Regions from separate parts of the Hordeum vulgare genome. Here region 2 is linked to region 1. Evidence: chromatin contacts called from public Hi-C data. All regions are on one chromosome and are shown on one strand. The core of a region is the stretch at or near the end of the contact, and the rest is flanking DNA. Distances in the headings are between cores, read along the strand shown. Region 1 has its middle 31 kb from the start of LOC123429950. Region 2 has its middle 7.8 kb from the start of LOC123429950.

Region 1 (6,080 bases), core at 1,168-3,667:
CGAGGTGTTAGGAAACCAGTAGTAGGCACTCTCGATTTACTATTATCTAGCACTGATTCGGGTTACAATCTTCGGTTACACTGATTGGAAAAGCAGGAAGCCGTCGTCCGTGCCGTGATCTTCCGCGGAGGAAAACCTATTTGACGCTCTTTGCGTCAAATAGTCGGGCAAACGCACAGGGGCGAGATTAACTGGCTCGGCCCATCTCCCTCAGCACGCAGTTTCGTTTTATGCTTTTTTCTCCTTTTTGTGTTTCGTTTTTTCCATTTTTTTTCTTTTTTCGTTTTTTGTTTCTCTTTAATTTTTTTTCTATGTTTCCTTTTTTTCATCTCTTTAAATCTTAACAAGTTTTCCTTTTTTTTTCTTCCAAAAATGTGTTTATTTTGAAAAAATGTTCGTATTTCAAAAACTGTTCTCATATTAAAAAAACTGCAGGTATTTTCAAAAAAAAAATCATAAGTTTGTCAGAGTTTTTGAAAAATGTTCTTGCTTTCAAACTTTTAAAAAGATGTTCCTGTTTTATGAAAAATGTTCCTCTTCTATAATTTTTGTTCGTAAACTGAAAACGTTTTCAAATTCTTTTCACCAATTCTAAAAAAGTTCATGATTTGAAAATGTTCGTGAAATTTAAAAAATGTTCTTCATTTTCTAAATATGTTTTAATTTTCAAAAAATGTTTGTGTTTCAAAAAGTGGACATAAGTTGAATATTTTTTAACACTTCAAAATTTCATTAGAGATTTTAGAAAATGTTTCTTTTTTCATAAATTGGTCACAATTTTCAAAAAAAATCTAGTTTCCACATATTTATAAAAAATATTACTGTTATATGAAAAATGCCTCTTTTTAAAAATTTGTTCAAAAATTGAAAACTTGTTCCAATTGGTTCGCCGATTCTAAAAATGTTCGTGATTAGAAAATGTTTGGGAATTATTTTTGATCTTATTTTTCTAAAAAATGGTTGCCTTTTCAAAAAGTGTAAGTGAGTTCAAAAAATGTCCGTTTTTCAAAAAGTGTATATAAGATTAAAAAATGATCCCGCTTCAAATATTGTTTACAAATTTCAAAAAATGTTCTTTTTTCATAAATTGGTCGATATTTTAAGAAATGTTCTTGTTTTCACACTTTTATAAAAAAAGTTCCTGTTTAACATAAAATGTTTCTCTTTTTAGGATTTTGTTTAACAATTGAAAAGTTGTTCAAATTTGGTTCACCTATTATAAAAATGTTCAGTAATTTAAAAAACTGTTCTTTATATATTTAAATATATTTAGCTGTTCAAAAAATGTAAGTAAGTTGAAAAAATGTTCATGTTTCAAAAAGTGTACATAGGTTGAAAAAATGTTCCCGCTTCAAAAGTTGTATACAAAATTTATAAAATGTTTCTTTTTCAGAAATTTGTCACAATTTTCAAAAAATGCTCTTGTTTTCACATTTTTATAAAAAATGTTACTGTTATAAGAAAAATGTCTCTTTTCTAAAATTTGTTCACAAATTGAGAACTTGTTCCAATTTTTTTCACAAATTCTAAAAATGTTCAAGATTTTAAAATGTCTGAGAACTTTTAAAACTGTTCTACTTGTTCTAAATAATATTTTCCTTTTCAAAAAGTGTACGTCAGTTCAAAAAATGTCCGTGTTTCGAAAAGTGTACATAAGTTCAAAACAAACCCCCCTTCAAAACTTGTTTACATAATTCAAAAAAGTCTTTTTCATAAATTAGGCGAATTTTAAAAAAAAATGTTCTTTTTTTCACACTTTTATAAAAAATGTTCTTGTTTTACACAAAATGTTTCTCTTTTTCAAAATTTTGGTTATCAATTCTAAAAATTGAAAAGTTGTTCATGATTTAAAAAAGTTCAGGAATTTTATAAAATGTTCTCCATTTTCTAAAATATGTTTAACGTTTAAATCAAATGTACGTAAGTTCAAAAAAGTTCATGTTTCAAAAAGTATACATAAGTTTTATAAATGTTCCCGCTTCAAAAATTGTTTGTAAATATTTAAAAATGCATTTCTAAAAAAAGTCCTATGATTTAAGTTGCTCCTGTTTTCAAACTTGTTGTGTTTTAAGATTTTTGGAAATTCTTCAGAAATTCAAAAACAATTCCATTTATAATTTTTATGTGTAAATACAACAGATTTTTGGAATTTCTTCGAAAAGTTCATGTTTCAGAAAGTAAGAAAATTAAAACATAAAACCTTTTAGGAAAAAGAGGAACTGAAACACAAAAGAAAATAAAAAATAAGCCAAAAAAGATAAATGGAAAATAAATAAATAAAAAGCGGAGAAAAACGAGCTGGTTACCTGGGCCAGCCAGTCGCCTTGCTGGGGCCGGCGGCCCAGTTGCTTGCTTGTGCTAGGGAACCCTATTGGAAGCAGAATGCGTCCAATAGGAGGTCCCTCACGCGCATTCAGCGGCCTGAGGTGGCACGTAGTTGGGCCCAGCCTATGTGCTGGTCAGGGAACGGGCCATGGACATGAGGTTCCTAACATCCATGAACTGACTTGGCACTTGGCATCGGAAGCTCCTATACGGCGCTGCAGGCGCCGGTTCACGCTTCTGGCGCCTGCAGCGCCCCCGCTGGGCCGGCGCACGAAACATCTCTTGGCGCTCTGCTGTAGGTCCTTAAAAAATTTCATGATTTTTTAAAAACGTGAATTTTAAAACATACTCCCTCCGTTCCTAAATATAAGTCTTTCTAGAGATTTTATTAAAGAACTACATACGAATGTACGTAGACATACTTTAGAATATATATTCACTCATTTTGCTTTGCATGTAGTCACCTAGTGAAATCTCTTAAAAGACTTATATTTAGGAATGGAGGGAGTACATTAAAATTTCTTCGAATTAAAAATCATCTAATCTGATTTTCCAAAAGGATAATCATTATGCAAAAAATAAATGATTTTTACAATATGTTCATGAATTTTATAAAATTTTACATAATTAGATAAAAAATCATCGATTGTGAAAAGAAAAGTTCATCAACTTTTAAAAATAGTTTATTGATTTTTAAAAAAGTTCACAAATTTTAAAATATGTTCACCGATTTTCAAAAAAAGTTCACAGATTTCAAAAAAAGTTAATAAATTTCTAAAAATAGTTCATTGATTTTGAAATGTTCACGAATTTTAAAATATGTTCACTTATTTTGAAAAAAAGTTAATCAATTTCAAAAAAAGTTCATCGATTTTGGAAAAAGTTCACGAATTTTAAATTATGTCCATGATTTTTCAAAAATGTTCACCAAATTCGAAAAAGAGTTCATCAATTTGGAAACAAGTTCACAAATTAAAAAAGATTTCATCAAAGTTCCAAAATAATCAATTTAAAATAAAATACACATATTTCAAAAAGAAATCAACGAACCAGGATGAAAAGGAAAAGAGGAAAATGACTAAGAAAACATAAAATGGGAAAGTAGAGAATAAAGGAAATAAAAAGTTCACTTCTATCACATTGCTTTGGGGTGGCGGAGTGGTTACAACACTAAAATTTCTGTGAGAGGTCGCCGGTTCGAATCTCACCGTCGTTCAAATTTACAGGAAAAAACACTTAGATGGGCCGGCCCATCGCCGAAGCGCTGCACGCACCGGTTAGCACAAATTGCCTATAACCCATGCATGTGGTGCTAAATAGGATTTGCCCTTGGCATCGCTGGTTCAACTCATCTTTTCATTTTCGTAAAGATGTTATGTGATCAAACAATCAGGAAAGTTGACATGCTCATGCGCTAATGCATACACAATCGCTGACATAATTGCACGCGTATGATTATATTATTGATTTTTTTACGGGCAAACGTATGATTATCTTGTTGACGCGGCTTAGAGCATCATTAGTAGTGCCCTTAAATTCTTAAAACCTGAAACAAGTATAAGGGTTAAGAATTGGCATTTTTCGGCGCTTTTAAGGGTTGAAAAACAGGGACAAAGACTAGAACCCTCAAATTCAACCTTTATAACGGAATATTTTGTTATAAGGGTTGAATAGACTAGAACCCTCAAATTAAACCCTTATAACAGAATATTTCGTTATAAGGGTTGAATTTTAGGGTTCTAGTCTTTGCGGGAACCCCAACCCTTAAAACTGTCATTTGACATATCACAATTATCACAAGAAAAACACAATCAACCTTGAAACAAACTAGGAAATGAAAATCACCGATGCATGGTTTAATAGTTTACATCACAAAATCATCATCTTCTCCCTCTCATCGGCACCATTACCAAAAAGTTGGACCTCGGCGCCATCTCCTAGATCACTTCCACGTTCATCAAACACCTCCATTATCGTCGGTGTTGGAGTCCTCGACACCGCCATCGCCACCACCATTGATCGGAGTGTCACCTCGAAGAGTAGAGGACGCACCACGAAATATCCTCTTCCTCTCCGCGATGTCCTCCTTACACTTCTTCCACCACATCAATTGGTCTTCATCCATGTCCTTTTTGGACATCATCATGTGCTCCTTCTCTTCCACCATGAGTTCTTTTCATGCCTTTTCTTCTTTGACCTTGATCATCCTCTCCTCCAAGTCGGCCTTGCGCTTGGCTTCTTCACGCCATGCTTCCACTTGTGCAAGCTTCACCTCTTTCTTCTCGTTGATAAGAAGCTTTGTCTCCAATGTCTTCATTGTCAATGCCTCCCTTGACTTCATCATATGTTCCATCTTCTCCCTTATGCTTGACGCCTCTACTTCCATCTTCTTCCTTAGCTTATCCTTCTTGTTTACCTCGGCCTTGCACTCATTCCTTGCCTCCTCATCACTATCATCCATCCTAAGCATTGCCGACTTCTTGGGTGCGGTCTCTTGATCCCTCAACTTCCACTTGTCATAAGTTTGAAGAATTTTCCGCGTCTTGGAGAGGAGGAGCCCCGATGTCCACCTCCGCGTCTTGGAGAAGCCCCATGAACGACGTCGGCGGGGCGGGCATTCCGTCGAGCACCTCATGCACGATGGGTGGAGGGGCGGCGGCCGGGGCGGGCACGGGCGCCGGCTTCTTCCGGGAGGTGGTCTTCTTCACCTTCGGCCTCGCTGCCCCCTTCGGCCCAAGGGAGGGCTTCTTCTTCCGGGCCTTGGTGGCGGGCGACTGCGGCAGGGCGAGGGAGGCGGCGGCCGGGGCGATGACGTGCTGGCCAGCATGCCGCCTCTTAGCGCCGACGTGGGTGGCGGCCACCACCGACACCACCTGCGCCTGGCTCGAGACGGTCGGCTGCTGGGCCGGCGCGGGCTTTGCCGAGGCTGGGGCCGGGGGCGGGGCGACGGGCGGAGGGAGGGAGGAGGTGGGTGGGGCGAGGGAGGAGGCGGGCGGCGCCTCCATGGCGTGCGGCGGCCGACAGCAGCGAGGAGGCGGCGGCGAGAGGCGGGGATTTCCCTCCCGCGCGCCGACTGAAGGAGAAGGCGGCCGGGTCGAGGGTTGAGTGCGGGCTCGGGATGGGATCCTGTAACGACTAAGATGCAGCCCTTTCCTATTTTGGGGGCGATGTCCCAAAAGGGAAAGTGGCATATCTAAACGTTTCGCAAGCGAGATAATCATAACATTACATATTCAAAGAATGACAAGTAGGGTATCCACTTGCCATCTGACATAGTATAATATAAGGTTTACATCAACACAATTATTCAGACGAGTTAGTCCCGCTACGGACAACATGAAACAAGGAAAAGACTATGATATCCCGCATGCTGGCCCACGATCACGACCACGGCCTCAGTCCTCCGGATAGTTCACGTACAGTCGGTCGTTCTCCTCATCATACTGCCACGCCAGCTGCGTGCCATCAGGATCTCCTGCATCGGGTGTACCTGTACCTGTTGGGGTGTTGTAGTAAATTGTGAGCCTCGGGGACTCAGCAATCAGATGACCTTGGTACCAAAACTAGTCAAGTTATTAGGTGAGGAAGGTTCAGTGTATAGATTGCAGCATCCTAAGCTTATATGGTGGCTAACTTACGACGATCAGAGTATTTGATATGGTGGTCTATACGAGCGGTCGAAGACTAGGTGATCACTGAGTGATCTTGAACACCTACTTACGTCAAACATAACCCCACCATGTTCCCGACCGAAG
Region 2 (6,080 bases), core at 2,129-4,628, 38 kb before region 1:
TCCCGATGCGTTAGCCAAGTTTTCGACTGGTCGCACATTATCCGCTCGATTGGGGCGCACTTCATGGCTCAAATTCCTCACGCGGGCCCACCCTTCCTTCTTTGTCGTGGCTATTCCCCAATCCCATCGTTGACCTGAGCTTGTTCGAGTGAGGGAATCCATAAGAGCAGCCTTCCCTCACCATGCATATGCCAACCAGAGCTCACCACTTCCCTCCTCGCTCCGACGGCCACCACGGGCGAGCTGCAACATCGGCACGACGAGTAGGGGTACCATGACCACAGGATGTTAGTACCACTAGCGCCAAAAATGTAACCTCATCATGAGGGTGCTGCAACCAACGAGTCCATGAGCTAGAACCCCTATCGTTGGAGCAACCGTTCTCGATGGTAACCGCAGTCTCCACGGTCACTGTGGTTGGTTGCCGCAAATTTCACTCGTCGTTGTTGCAAACACGAGCACCGGTTCGAGCACATGTTTACATAAACCAGCACATACTACAAACATGAGAGAAGCTGCAACCGACAACTTCAAATGCTACAACGAGTGTCCTAGTTAGCCTCAACCGAGGCCTTAAAAAGTTGCAAAAGAAAGAACGAAGAAGTTGGTGGCTGGGGAACTCCGAAAAATATGCGGCAACCAACAACCTAGAAATCTTCAACCAACGACAAGGAAAGTTTCAACATGATAATGGCAATCGCTGAGGGCGATCCAACACAACAAAATCTACAACTAGTGAGTTCTTTTGCTACCATCACCGGAGCAAAAAAAACTTGACATTGATGGTACATGAGAGGGTGCGGAGATGGCGAGGGAGAGGACGTGGGTGCTTCCATGCCTTGCCAGAGAACACACACGTGGGGTGGATGGGGTTGGCACATGCCACGCCAAACGAATCTGAACCCAAGACGCGAGCGAGAGCACGGAGAAGATGATGACGTGTGGGGGACCCAATGGCTCCTACATGCATGCATAGTCAACATTTACCAATCATTAGAACTCAGGGTCTTTCAAAAAAATAGGGTCCACTGACCAAACTATTTGCCCATTCAGGGTCACCACACATTCCTTTTTCCAAACACATTGCTAACCACTCCCAAGACATGACATTGCCAACTCATGACCTTGCCAACACATGATGGCATTTTCCCCCATATAGGGCTACCCTTTACCAACCCATGGCTATTGGTTGATCCCAACCCATTCCATCACACCACACAATACGTATTCAACATTTATGATGGCAACAAGTTTCAAGTACTTCTCGCTATCTTATACTAGTTTGAAAAACATGGCATGTTTAACCAAGACATGCATCTCATTCCTTAACATGGTGTAATTGTAGAAAAAGTGCAACTTGTTTGGTAATACTTGATGTTCTTCACATAAACAATCTTGGTAATTGATGAAGTTATTCCCATACACAAGCTTGATGAAGCTACTTTTCACCCTCCGAACAATTTATCGTATGAAGAGTACTCGTAAATAACCATACAAAACCATCTAACAAATAATAGTGTAGTGCATGGTGCTAGTTGAGATTGTGTTGTGAGATCATGTGTCCAGTGTCAACTCATAAAGTGTTTTGGAAAACAACATGGTGTTTGTCACTTGGAATAGATGTGACATAGGGGTTCACATGCAAGTTTTTAGTTTGAAGATGTTCATCACATAAGGAGTATGTAATGGATGGTTGCATTTGCCGAATTCAATCAAAAGAATCTTGCAACTAGAGTCAAGGTCTATGAAAATTTGTGTAACGGCCCAGGAGCATGTTTCCAAATCTTGTAACCATTTCCATATGTGAACCTTGTATGCCATGCCATCTTTTAGTTTGAGTTAATAAAAACTGGAGCTTGATGTCATTCACTTTGGCATCATGGCATCATGACATCCATTTCAATTTTTTGCATCATGTTTTGTTGAGTGTGAAATGTTGTGGTGATGTGCTTTGCATCTTGTGGTGTTTTTTGTTTGCTGATACTTCAAATTATTGCAATCAGTAAAACCCCTTCTCTCTTCTCATTTATTTCTATTTTCCCAAGTGTGCCTCCCTACCATATTTTATTGTCCACCATTGTCCTAAAACTCCTGTATTTTTCCATCAAACCCTCCTCCAAATTTCAGCCTTTTTAAGATTGTTTTGGTTGGATTCAAAAATGCCTCAAGTTTGAAATTAATTCAAACTTGATTTATTTTTATATCTCAAAAATGCCCAAAGCAATTTTGTTAAATAGAGTATATTTTCAGGGTCCTAAAAGTGTTTTTGTTCCAGCTAGACATTGCTGCAATTACCCGTGGGAATTTTCCTTTTATATCTTTGTTTTTTTAATAAAAAGGGAAAAAACCTAGGGTGAAAGAGAGGTCAGCGCTCGTGGGCTTCCTTCCCCTCGTTGGCCCAGGAGCAGGAGCAGCGCAGCGACATGACGAAGCCCATCTAGCCTCGTGTGGCCCGACCAGCCCTCCCGCACGACTTGTCATCCCCGGCCTTTGTACGTTAGCCATCCAGGAGGTCCATGTTGGTACCATCGTTGATTTGATGGCCGTATCATGTCCCTAGCGCCTATAAAACATGTCCCCGAGAAAGTCCTAGACCTACCTCCTTTGTTCCCTCCCTCACTTCGCCTCGCTGCCGCCAGGTGAGCTAGCCACGCTCACGCCAACGCCCTACCCGCCATGAACTTCCCGAGCTCGAGTTCCAGCATGGGGTGACCCCCCTCGTCATCCATCCGAAGACCTTGAGCCATGGGAAGGAGACCTCACAGAACCCTCTTCTTCCTCAACAATCCAGGGAAAGCCAAGGCCCAGATCAACGACGTTCCTGAGCCCTTCTTCCTCTCCTTCGCGAACCAATAGCATCGCCGCGCTCCGTCGTACCTCATGTTGTCTCCGACTCATCTCCAACCGCATCTTGATGTCCGACAAGCTCTAGGTGAGCCGCGTGTATGACCTTCCACTTACCATCACCGTTCGTTAGGTGTACGTCGTGCAGCGCCCGTGCCAACTCCGTGCGCTCCGCGCTCTGCAAGTACGCATTTTCTTTTGCATGGCCCCGCAGCCGCGTTGTGTGCCTCCGCTCTAGCTTGTGCATGCAACTTGCTCGCTTCATGCTTGCTGAGTCCCACAACACGCACCTCGCTAGCCTGCTAGCCCACCACCCCGCTTTGTCTCGCCGCAGCATGACCTCGAGATCGAGCGCCACTCCGCTCACCGCGTAGCCGCGTCCTACCACTCAGAATGGGATCCCCTATGTATTCCACAACCCCTCTGTAGTTCCTTCACCCCGATGGTCGCCAGAAGATTCGTCGGTGTCGTCGCCTGCTTCTCTGCCTTAGGTGGAAGAGGACCACCACGTGGGTCTGTTCATAAGGAATGGATCCCTTTTCCTAGCAAGCGCAGTAGAAGTAGTGTAGTGATAGCGCCCCTCTCCACCACCACGGGCGAACCGGGTTTGAATACTCCCGGGCACACCTTAATTCCACCTTCTTTCCTTCCTTGTAGAGGTACTAACAGGAGGCCCATAGACCCACTTGTCACCGTGTCATCACCTTAGTGTCACTACCAAGTGTCCATGGTGCTTTAATTCATTATTTTAACTTTTTAAATCTCATAAAGCCATTTAAGGAATTATTTCATTTCTGGTAGTTTCCATTTCAGTAAGTTTCCTGTTAGGGCAAGTCCAAATCTGGACAATTCCAAATATGGAAGTTCCTTTTTTGTCAACTACCATTTTAGGGAGGAGATGACTTGTTGCATTTGTAGCATTTTCTTAATATAGACATATGCCTATTATAGATGTTTTGGGGTATAAAAATCTACAGAATCCATGTGTGGAATTAGTTTTGTCATTTGAGCAAGTTTGTGTGCATGGTATTTTTTGCTAGGATGCCCTTTTGTCTATTTTGTGTGATTCAATCCATGCACCTTTTGGAATAGTTGTGAACATGAGATATGCACCTTAATTCCCCCTTCTTTCCTTCCTTGTAGAGGCACTAACAGTAGGCCCATGGACCCACTTGTCATCGTGTCATCACCTTAGTGTCACTACCAAGTGGCCCTGGTGCTTTAATTCATTATTTTAACTTTTTAAATCCCGTAAAGCCATTTAAGGAATTATTCCATTTCTGGTAGTTTCCATTTCAGTAAGTTTCCTGTTAGGGCAAGTCCAAATCTGGACAATTCCAAATATGGAAGGGTGTTTTCTGTCAACTACCATTTTAGGGAGGAGATGACTTATTGCATTTGTAGAATTTTCTTAATATAGACATATGCATATTATATATGTTTTGGGGTATGAAAATCTATAGAATCCATCTGTGGAATTAGTTTTGTCATTTGAGCAAGTTTGTGTGCATGGTATTTTTTGCTAGGATGCCCTTTTGTCTATTTTGTGTGATTCAATCCATGCACCTTTTGGAATAGTTGTGAACATGAGATATGCCCTTTGACATGTGTACTAGCCCTTGGTATTTTTGTTTGCCATGGAAATCCATGTCTAGTTGTTAGTTTCTTGCTACCAACATGTTATAAAAATATTGTTGTTTTGAAGGGAGAAGATATTTCTAAGTCTGAAAGTTTTATATATTGTTGCTATGTTGTCATGTGAATTTCCATTGATCTACAGATCCCTTGTGGTCATCCCCATGAAGTGTTTTGTAAACCATGTTATCCCATGTTATGTTGTGCCATTAGTTTCCAAGTATAGGTTTGGCATCATAGTTAATACTACTGTGTAACATGTCAATCTGATAAAACTGATGCTCCTTGAACCATGTTATTTTTTCCAAGTTTAAGAAACTGTTTATTTTAGATTGCCATCTTGGGTTGATGCTAGCCATGTTTTTGTGCATATTCTGATGATGCCCCATGTGGAGTTATTTGTGGTGCATCTCGTCCACTATCATGCAGTAGAATTTGATGCCATGATAGTCCCTGTAGCATATAGTTTTATTGTTGTCAATATGCCTTCAGGTTAACATTCATTGTGAAACCCTTTTATTTTCTCTAAGTACCATGTGAGCTTCCTACCATGTGACTCATGACTATTTTAACTGCGATTCCTCCCGATGAAATGAAATATATGCTACATACTACTGCCCATGACTGGTTTGTGCATTTTAGATTCATGTAGCTTGTGGTTTGGATGTGTGCAAAATGACATGTTGTTTTGGACAGATTACTTGCATAATTGTTCTGCACTTTGTGGGAGTTATACCCACTTTTTTCATGATCATTAGGTCCATTTCACCTAGAATTTCATTTCCAATCCAGTGGCATACTTAGGATACCTAGAAATTTCCCATAGCTTCTCTCAAATTCTGTTTTGCCATCATTTCCTTCTGTACCTTGTCGTGAGTGCCCCGAGAGATCCATAACTCCGATTGCAACGTTCTTCATATGCATTTGCATAATTTTCACATGAAGCATTCATTTTTTCCATGTGCATGCATAACAAAGTAATTAATCTTGTGGTTTTGTCCAGGAAGATAACAACTAAATAATCGCATGAGAAAGATGACTACTGTAGGATTGCCATGTTTCATTCACACCGTGATCATGCATCATAATTGTTTGAGCATTGTGTCTTGGTTGTGTGTTCATTGGATATTGTTATTTCTTTTGGGTAGCACAGGCTGGTGAGAACAAGTACGAGGAACCTGTTGAGGGCATTTCCGAAGAGCAAGAGTAATATCCCACTAAAGAAGCAGAAGGCCAGATGATGACCACCCTCGATATCGTTTCTAATTTTGTTATGCCTAGTTGTCTCGCTTCTATTGTTATGTCTCGCTGCATAGCTACCACTTGAATGTCAAGCCTCCCAAAATTCCATGATAATCCTCTAACCCCTCCACCTCCTAGCAAAGCATTGTTTAGCTAAGTTACCGCTTGCTCGGCCCTTCTTATAGCGTTGTTAGTTTTAGGTGTAGGTTGATCCATCTGATAACATTGATATTTTGGGATATCACCATATGATTGCTATTTAATTTAATGCACATATATACTCGGTAAAAAGGGAAATGCTTGGACTTTTTCTCAGTGTTTTGTTCCACCCTTGCCGCCCTAGTTCCGTTTACTAGCGT

What was found. A called contact is a pair of places that touch in the nucleus more often than the background predicts.
Region 2: a contact with region 1 is called in a Hi-C map of leaf, with 2.8 times the contacts expected there. The contact joins two enhancer-like sites. A contact is called at or near these places in 3 of 6 Hi-C or Micro-C datasets (leaf and seedling).

Annotation. Positions count from the first base shown.
Region 1 is chr2H:213,988,773-213,994,852 of MorexV3_pseudomolecules_assembly, reverse strand. No RefSeq gene overlaps it. Among protein-coding and RNA genes, the nearest start is that of LOC123429950, 31 kb to the left of the region's middle. Within about 2 kb of position 2,417, at least 3 of the 3 cell types and tissues checked have open chromatin away from gene starts, as enhancers often do. A contact at or near this core is called in leaf and seedling, where this site is marked.
Region 2 is chr2H:214,027,984-214,034,063 of MorexV3_pseudomolecules_assembly, reverse strand. No RefSeq gene overlaps it. Among protein-coding and RNA genes, the nearest start is that of LOC123429950, 7.8 kb to the right of the region's middle. Within about 2 kb of position 3,378, at least 3 of the 3 cell types and tissues checked have open chromatin away from gene starts, as enhancers often do. A contact at or near this core is called in leaf and seedling, where this site is marked.